Regions from separate parts of the Anser cygnoides genome. Here region 2 is linked to region 1. A link is a contact called in public Hi-C data. All regions are on one chromosome and are shown on one strand. The core of a region is the stretch at or near the end of the contact, and the rest is flanking DNA. Distances in the headings are between cores, read along the strand shown. Region 1 holds the start of VBP1 (VHL binding protein 1). Region 2 overlaps IRS4 (insulin receptor substrate 4).

Evidence for each region. A called contact is a pair of places that touch in the nucleus more often than the background predicts.
Region 2: a Hi-C map of liver shows a contact between it and region 1, with 4 times the contacts expected there. The contact joins the enhancer-like site here to the promoter of VBP1 in region 1. A contact is called at or near these places in 2 of 7 Hi-C or Micro-C datasets (both in liver).

What each region holds. Positions count from the first base shown.
Region 1 is chr13:2,944,907-2,948,965 of Taihu_goose_T2T_genome, reverse strand. It overlaps VBP1 (VHL binding protein 1), which reads right to left and starts at 1,503. Exons shown (of 25, transcript XM_048070729.2): 1 at 1,203-1,503. The coding sequence starts at 1,332. LOC125183576 (a long non-coding RNA gene) reads left to right here and starts at 1,640. Exons shown (of 2, transcript XR_007165830.2): 1 at 1,640-3,252.
Region 2 is chr13:3,313,556-3,317,547 of Taihu_goose_T2T_genome, reverse strand. All of the region lies in intron 1 of IRS4 (insulin receptor substrate 4), which reads left to right. Among named protein-coding and RNA genes, the nearest start is that of IRS4, 14 kb to the left of the region's middle. Within about 2 kb of position 1,462, at least 2 of the 3 cell types and tissues checked have open chromatin away from gene starts, as enhancers often do. A contact at or near this core is called in liver, where this site is marked.

The DNA.
Region 1 (4,059 bases), core at 254-2,753:
AATACGACACTCACAATGCCACTGTATCCTATTCTCAAGATACTGTTTTTCCAGATGTCCATTTTCTTACTTTGCGAAGTGAATGACATCAGTTTCGAACAACACACTACCTCTTCTCAGCTTGAGAAACTTTCAAACTATTGAGCAAACTGTCACCGATTTCTGGCTTCCTGTCATGTTGCCATTTCTGGACATAAGGGTTACCTCAAAGTTGTTCTACCTCAGGCAGAAAATGAAACAAGGTAACATAACGGTATAATGAAAAGAATCATCAATTACCCAGCTTGAAGGCTTTCAACTTCAACCCAGTAGCTGCAATATTTACTACTGCAACCGGCTTCCACGCATCCAGATCAATAAGAAATATACTTGGTTTATCTATTTGATCTGTGTCAAAGGCTTTCATGCAAGATGTCTATTTCAACAGATGAGTGCCACAGCACCAAAGAGCCAAACTGTCCTCAACAATTAACAGAATATGCTTTTTCTGAGAGCCTGAACAGCAGACTCTCCATGGTACCATCAGCTGGAAGGAGTCCCACAAAGCCACCAGCCTGGTTCCCGAACTCTGAAGGGAGCAGTAACCAGCTTCGCCTCACCTTTGCTCTCCCTAGTGTAAAGGCACACACTTAGTTTGCTTTTCATAGAAGGTGCATGGAGGTACTACACAATGTTTGCAGCATTCATTGCACAATTGAGCAAAGAACAACTTCAAGTGCTATGCAGTTATTAAAAACTGAAACAAAGCAACACCACTGATAATTCTGCAGATAGCGGGGGCAGCTTCCGGCATCTTTTGGTATATAAAAAAAGGAGTTTCAACATACTCAGTTGACATACACCAGCAACAAGGCGCTGTCCTTTAGGGAAGATGCAATCGACCTTCTCCCATCCTCACCTCCAGCCTTCCAGCACAGCCCCAAGACAACTGTATTTCAGGACAGGCTAGAGGCAGCTGCATCCCACCAGAGGCACACAAAAGTGCCCGACAGCACCACCGGATGCCTGACTTCTGTCTCAGACAGATCCCCTACCACATGAACCGCCTTTCCCCGGGTGCAGGGCTCGGGAGTTGGGAAGCTCTCAGGGGGCAGAGGGGCTGCTGCCGCCCAAATATCGCCCCGCGGCTCGGCCGGGGCTCGCAGCTCCCACGTGGAGGCGAGCTGGGGGAAGCCGTGGCTACCGACACGGCCCCTACTCACAGTCCAGGTGCTTCTTCTTGGGGCCCATCACCTCGTGGGTCGTCGCCTTGCAGACGGCTTTCGCGACGGCCGAGCCGGTGACGCTGTGCTGCGCCGCCGCGATGCGGTCGGTGAGCGACTGCCCCGACATGGCGGGGCTCCCGCTGCCTCCCCCGGGGAAGGACGACGGCGAGGAAGACGGCCGGGGACGATGAGGAGGAGGAGGAGGATGAGGAGGAGGAGGAAAGCAGCCGGCCCGGGCTGCGCCGCGCCTTCCCCTTTCACATTTCCACTCCCCGACAAAATGGCGGCGGCGGAGCCGTCAGGTGACCGAGAGGCCGCCCCGCTCCGCCCCGGGAGGCGGCCGGAGCCCTGCCACAGCCTCGCGGCCCTCCCCGCCGGCCCCCCGGGGTTGTGCGGGGATTGAGGAGCCGGCTCGGTTTCTCCGTACCACGTATGCACGCACCGCAGCCGTAGCCGTAGCCCGAGGTGTCCCCTGCGGCAGTGACTGCCCAGGGGCTGCGCGCGGAGCGAGGCGACCCTCCTGTGCCCGGCTGAGGAGAAGCACCGTCGAAGCGGTGGAAGAAATGATTTAATAGCACTTTTTCACCACAGGTTTTTGTGGGCCGGGTAGTCTCAGTTTGTCTTGGGCGGTGACATTGGCTCCTGCGGGATCGTGGGGGTGTAAAAGTACCGTACAGTATCACCTCATGCTGTCGGATTAAGTGCTCCTCAAAAAACTTGTCCCTTGCTGGATTTATCTGCACAAGCAGATCCATAACAGGATGAAACACGGCCCATCTCGTAGAGCCGATGGCACATCCAGTGTCTGACACCGAGTCCCCATCCTTCGGCCATGCACCCACCCCAGGGCCACTGAGGAGCCTGACAGGAGGTGACCCTGGGGCCTGCTCCCATGTGGCGGGCATTGACCCAATATTGAGGACATTGTTTACTTAAAGTACAGCAAAGAACTGGGCAGGACAAGAACTGGGTGAGGGGTGCAGCCAAAACTGGGGTGAGGAGTGGTAGTTCACTGTGTGGGAGCTCATTTGTTTGCTATTTTCCTGAAAGTGAGCAAGAGCGTGCTTAGCTTTTGCCAAGCGTGGCAGTGGTTTCTGTCATGCGGCCACCAGCCTGTTACAGCTGGACTGTTACCAGCAAAATACTTCGAACAATCATCAATCAAATGTTAATGACACCTCGCCAGCAGACTTAAACAAACAGCCTAACACTGGTAGGCTCAGTCGCTCACAAGTGATTCCCTTGATCCTGCTGTCCTGGCTGTTTTCATACCAACTCATTAGTTGGCTACAAATACGGCAGAGATTTACACAGCATGAGAGAAATGAGCAAGGTCTTCTCCTGAGGAGAGCTGCTCTACACCAGGAAATCAATAGTCCTGTTTGGGATCTGGCTCGCTCAAATGGGTCAGCTCAGCTTGATTTTCAAAATATTCTTTAAGAAGCCATCATCTCTTCTCATCCACATAAATGGCATCTCTTCCTGGAGTAAGAAGAGAGAGCAAAAAGCATTTCTGGAGAAAACATCTGACTTGGGATTTGCTCCTTTGCCTGTTTGGTGACCACACACGCTTTGCCTTCTGTGAAAGTATGTTTGAGTTTCCAGACCAAGATGAGGAATTTCCCTTTTGAACATGTAGCAGAGTGAGGAGAGGTGTTTTCTGCAATAGAGTTCAAGAGTATCAATAAAGTGATAGCACATTACTTCAAACTGGACATCACAGGGAAACTGAGGTAAAAATAATTCTGATTTATGATTCCAGCCTGAAAAGGACATCCATCCCCACCACGAAAAGCAAATGCTTACTTCTTATATTCTGTGCTGCTCCACACAGCCCTCCAAATGGCTGTTGTGACGTGATTGTTATTCTAGCATTATGGTTTCCAAAGACAGTATTTCCCTGAATGACAATGAGGAAGTTTTGCTGCTGCTGCGAATCATTAATTATTTTTCCGTCATGCCTTGAGGCCCTGGTGAGGACTCATTCAGTACTCAACTGCACAGGAAAACTTCGGAAGAGACCACTGCCTCAGGTGCTGCATTCTCGGTGAGTGTCTTCAGACCTGATTTTATCTGAAAAACGTGTAGCCATTTGTCCTTCAAAACATGCATGCAATAAAGATCCTGTTGAAAGGCATGATGCCACCGTAGAAATATTAGCGGTCCTATGATCCAGGGTGGATAAAGTTGTGAATGAAGCATTTCTATAACCCTAAGGGCATTAATGCATTAAAACGTGGTCACTGCTAATGAAGATCATGAACATTTCCTGTGGAGAAAAAGCTTATAAACTTTTTATTCCTGCTGGCAGCAGTCAGTTTCTAGTTGCCTTATTTTTGCCTTAAGACTCATAGTTTCTGGAAAAATAATTTTGAAGCTTCAAAGCCTGAGGAAACATCAAAACAGTAAGAAAAGAGATGGAAAGATTAAATACTCATTATAAATGTCTCAGTCTCTTAGGGCTTGTCTAAACAGGGAAGCTATTTCGAAATAAGTGAGGGTGTGAGCTGAAGCACAACAACTATTCAGCACTACCTTCATCCCCAACAGGGAATTTCCTATATTGTTCTATTTCAAAAAGCCAAAATTTCACAAAAGTGTCAGAGTTCAGTGTGTCCCATTGGCTAGGCAGCTATATCTGTCTGCACTGGGTTTACTGGTCAGGCCCAAATATGAGTTCAAATTTCTGTCTTTATTCAGGCCGTTAAGCTCGCTCCAAATTCAGTCCACCTTGCGCACAACTTGGGTGACTGAAGATCATGCCCTTCAGCATGAACTTCTGCCCAGGCTATCACAACAAACAATCTGTGAAACCTAGAAGCAAACCGATAGGAAACACTGGCATGTTTTTTTT
Region 2 (3,992 bases), core at 213-2,712, 370 kb before region 1:
TTTCAAAATGGAAGAAAGCATTGTGTGCCACTGCTCCGTGTGGGAGCACGTAGTGCCTGATAGCAAGATTTCTGTGCAGGCACCCGTGGGCTAAAAGTATGGCTGAGGATGGTGTCTTTACGTGGTGTGTGGCCACGTAGCAAGCTTCTGCCTCTGATGGTCATTTACGATAATAGAGGAGAAAGAAGAGAAAGTGCTGAGTGCTTTCAAGTGTCAGTGACTAAAGGGGTTGGGAAGAGCTAAGGATGAACTGGCAGATGCGATGCGTTCCATAGAAAAGTATCACAGAAGGTGAGTTGGAAGGCGGGGAGCTGGTTATTTAGTCACGGGTGACAGTCCTTTATCTCTCAGGTGTGTTCATCAGAATAGTTTTGCTCGCTCAAACCAAAGACCTGTGCCTGCAAGCAGACGCCACCCCGCAGAGGAAGAACAGGGCAGGCTGACAGAACACCTCCCCACAAGCATACTTCCAGCCTCTGATTCTTCAGCTTGGGGGATTTCCTGAGCCTGATGCAGTTTGTCTGTTTTATAATCCTTTATGGATCTTTAATCCAAGTACTTTTCCAACCTCTTTGATCCTGTGTAACGCCTTGTAGTGACAGCAGCCTTTGGTCAGAGGCAGTGCATGCTGCACACAGACGTCTTAGTGTCTATTTTGGACCCAGCTTTGTTTGACAGCCCCTTGTTTGTGTATTGGAAGAGATAATGAACCCTATCTTTTCTCTCCATGACACTTAGGATGTCATATCCTCCTGTGCCATACCCTTAGCCTGCATGCTGTCAGAGGCTTCCTGCAGTTCCTTCACGCAGCAGGGACGTACAGTATATCTGTATTTTTTAATTTCCTGATACATCCCAGTACCTCTGTGCAGGCTCTTACTTGGCAGTTCCTCACAGGGAAGCTGTTGCACACCTTTCATGAGTTTTTCTGCACTACTCTTGACTCTTCTAGTTATTCCAGCTCCTTTCTGAATGAGGGAATTGGAACCGCACGTGCTGCTCAGTGCCCGTATTTGACGTGGTTGTTTGCTTTTCCTATTTGTTTCCCAACAGTTCTTAACATCTGCCTTGCAGAAGGAGCACGGGCAGGAAATGTATTCCTCTCTGTTGACATTTACAGACTCCTAACCTTTGTCACGAGAGCAGAGTGAACTGTAGCAGGTCGTGTTGCCGTAAGCTGCACAAACAAGGGTTTTTGGGGCTAAAATTTAGCTACGTTTTGTGCAATTTAGGAGGTCAGTCAAAGTACCTTGACACACGTGCTGTTAAAGTGTTTTTGAGAAAGCAGGACTTTTTCATTCTTCTGCAACATGAAAATCTGAAATTGAGAACTTGTGTGTCTTTAAGTGGAGAGGAGTTAATTCTTAGCATCGTCTTACTACGTTGAAACAGAAATTTAGTTTTCAGAAAAACGAAAAAACAACTTATCAAGCTGTTGAGAGCAATTTGAGTTGGTGTTCAGGCCCTGCCAAAACTGCATGCAAGTTTCCTAATTCTAGGAATAGGATTGGTAAAGGAGATGAAGCTAGGGACTGTGCATAATGCCTTCCTAGAAACTCCACTACTGTTTATTAAAACAGAAAAAGAAGCCGCTGTTGCAAAAGATAAGGCGTTTCTGCGAAATAAATAAAAATGATCTTAAAGCATGGGAGAGGTTTTTTTAGCTCGTGAAGTTGCTGAGCAGTAAGGATACTGGAACCATGTTTTGAGTGAATTATTGTACATGCAGTATTTGTAGGAGTAACTTTGTCTTGTAAATTTTAGAAATACATCTTAAGGAGGAAGAGGAACGTAATTTACTCGTATGTGTTGTTACCAGTCAGTTCAAATAGTTTATGTAATGACAAGTGGATCATGTAATAGTTGCTTTTTGTTTTTTAAAACAAGTTTTTGCTTTTTTTTTTTGCCTGTGGAAAGGTCAGTCAAATCATAGGTACAAAATATATTCATTAGTTTAAGTCGAACATGATTGCTTTGTTGTTGAATGAAGAAAGTATGCAAAATATGTGCTTAATGGTAAGCATGTAGTTTAACATACTTCCCAAATAAGGATGTTTTTCTGTGTCAGGGCCTTGATTGGGTTACCTACGTAGAGTAACTGCGTACACAGTGGCTCCAGTAAATGTCGGGCTTTCTGCTACGTGTTTGTAGAGTCGGTGTCCGAGCGTGCAAATTAAGCAGAAATTCCTTTCACAAATAACACCTCTTTGCCTCTAGCAAGGTCTAAAGCTATGCCATTAAAATCAGTCTCAAATAAGAAAATGGTATAGGATAGTAACTGTGTATTTGGTAAGATCTGGGGGAAAAAAAAAAATAATTCTTACTGATTTGTGAAGAATGTGTTTGAGCAAATTGCCTCCCCCTGCCAGGCCTGCGTGCTCTGAGGAAGGCTTGAAATGCAATCCATCACAGTCCTGCCCTGTCCTGGTAGCACAAACAACGTGCTGGGGTTTGGTGGGCTACTGAACAACAGCAGTATGGTGTGGCCACGTGTGCAGGAAGAGCCGGGGCTGTTCTGATGCTTTTGATCTGTGCGAGTCCAGTTAACTCTGGTTTCCCCCCAACCTGAAGTTCAGGAAATGGAGAACTTCAGTGGTGCTCTCCAGAAGGCATTAAATTGCCTTAGTCTTTGACATGGAGATTTTAAGTATTTAATTATCTTAAATTAATATCTTCTGTAAGCAAAGCTTTTATCCTTTTAGGAATCAGTTGCAAAATTATGTCAGTAAAAGCCTTTCCTGTAAAAACACACTATTTAGGATGGATTTCTTTGAGAGAAATAGGAGATGTCTGCTCTGTTCTTAAAACCTCTTGGTTTGTTTTAAAGTGGCCTGACTTGTACGACCTTAATAATTCAGATGCAGGAAATGAAGTGTAAATTGGATATACTCTCGTCTGATACATTTTCAAATGGAACACGCGGGGTTTGCAGGCTAAATAATTAAGATTGATCTAAACCTTTGCCCCTAATTTTTATAAAACTATAGATTTTTTTCATAGAAAACTTGCAGAGCTCTTTCTCTGTGCCTTTCTTAATTTTAAGCTAAATGCTTTTCTGAGCAACAGCCTGCTGCCATCCCAATTTACATATTTGCCCTCTTAGTTTCTTTTCTGTCCTTTGGATCCTTTTCTTCTGATTATTTACTCCCTGGGAAGATGACAGCTGTGTGTAGTTTTATAATCCGATCTCATCTTAAACCGGTGAATTTAAATAGACTTGTGTAACGAGGAGAATGTTGGCTTAGTTATCTAAACTCTGCTTATATATTTTGAGAGGTGATCTGTGAAAATTTTTGGATGCTTTCTGCATTCGTTTTCCATACTAAATGCTCGTAGGAAGTTGAATTTTAATTCTTGAAATTCTGAGTCAATTTTGAATAAAGGATGGAGCTTTTGTATAGAAACTCTTCATAAAGCTGAAGTTTGAATAAACAGAAGAGTCTGGTGTATGGGGCTACAAAAACTACTTCAAATACTATATTTCTAAGCAGTATTTAAAAATACAGGGTTTTGTTTTGAGTTCATTTTTTTCCTTACTTGTTGCCATGATCAGTTATCAGATCTTTTTTTCCCCTCAAGGTACACTGAGTAGATTTTCCTGGAAAAGCTTATGAAAGTCCAGGAACAGGGACGTGTTTACACTGATGATTCTGCAAGTGCAAGTTTTCTTCAGAGTTGTCATGTCTGAGCTGGGCGCTGAGTTTTATTTGGTGGCATACATGTTTCGGGCTGGCTGGGCTACTCAGTGAGCATTATTCCTCTTTTCCTAGCTAGTTCACATCTAGGGTTTACTTTCCTTTTAGAAGAGTTGCTTCATTTACCGTTCAGTGTTGAGTCAAATACATTCATACGATATCTGTAATGAAATGCTAATAATCTGTTTCTTACTGTTGATCAGCAAGTCTCATGTTTGTACTACAAACATAGCAAATTGTCGGCTGATGAATCGTATATTAGGGAGGCTGAAATAAGATATATGACTTTCCAGAAGC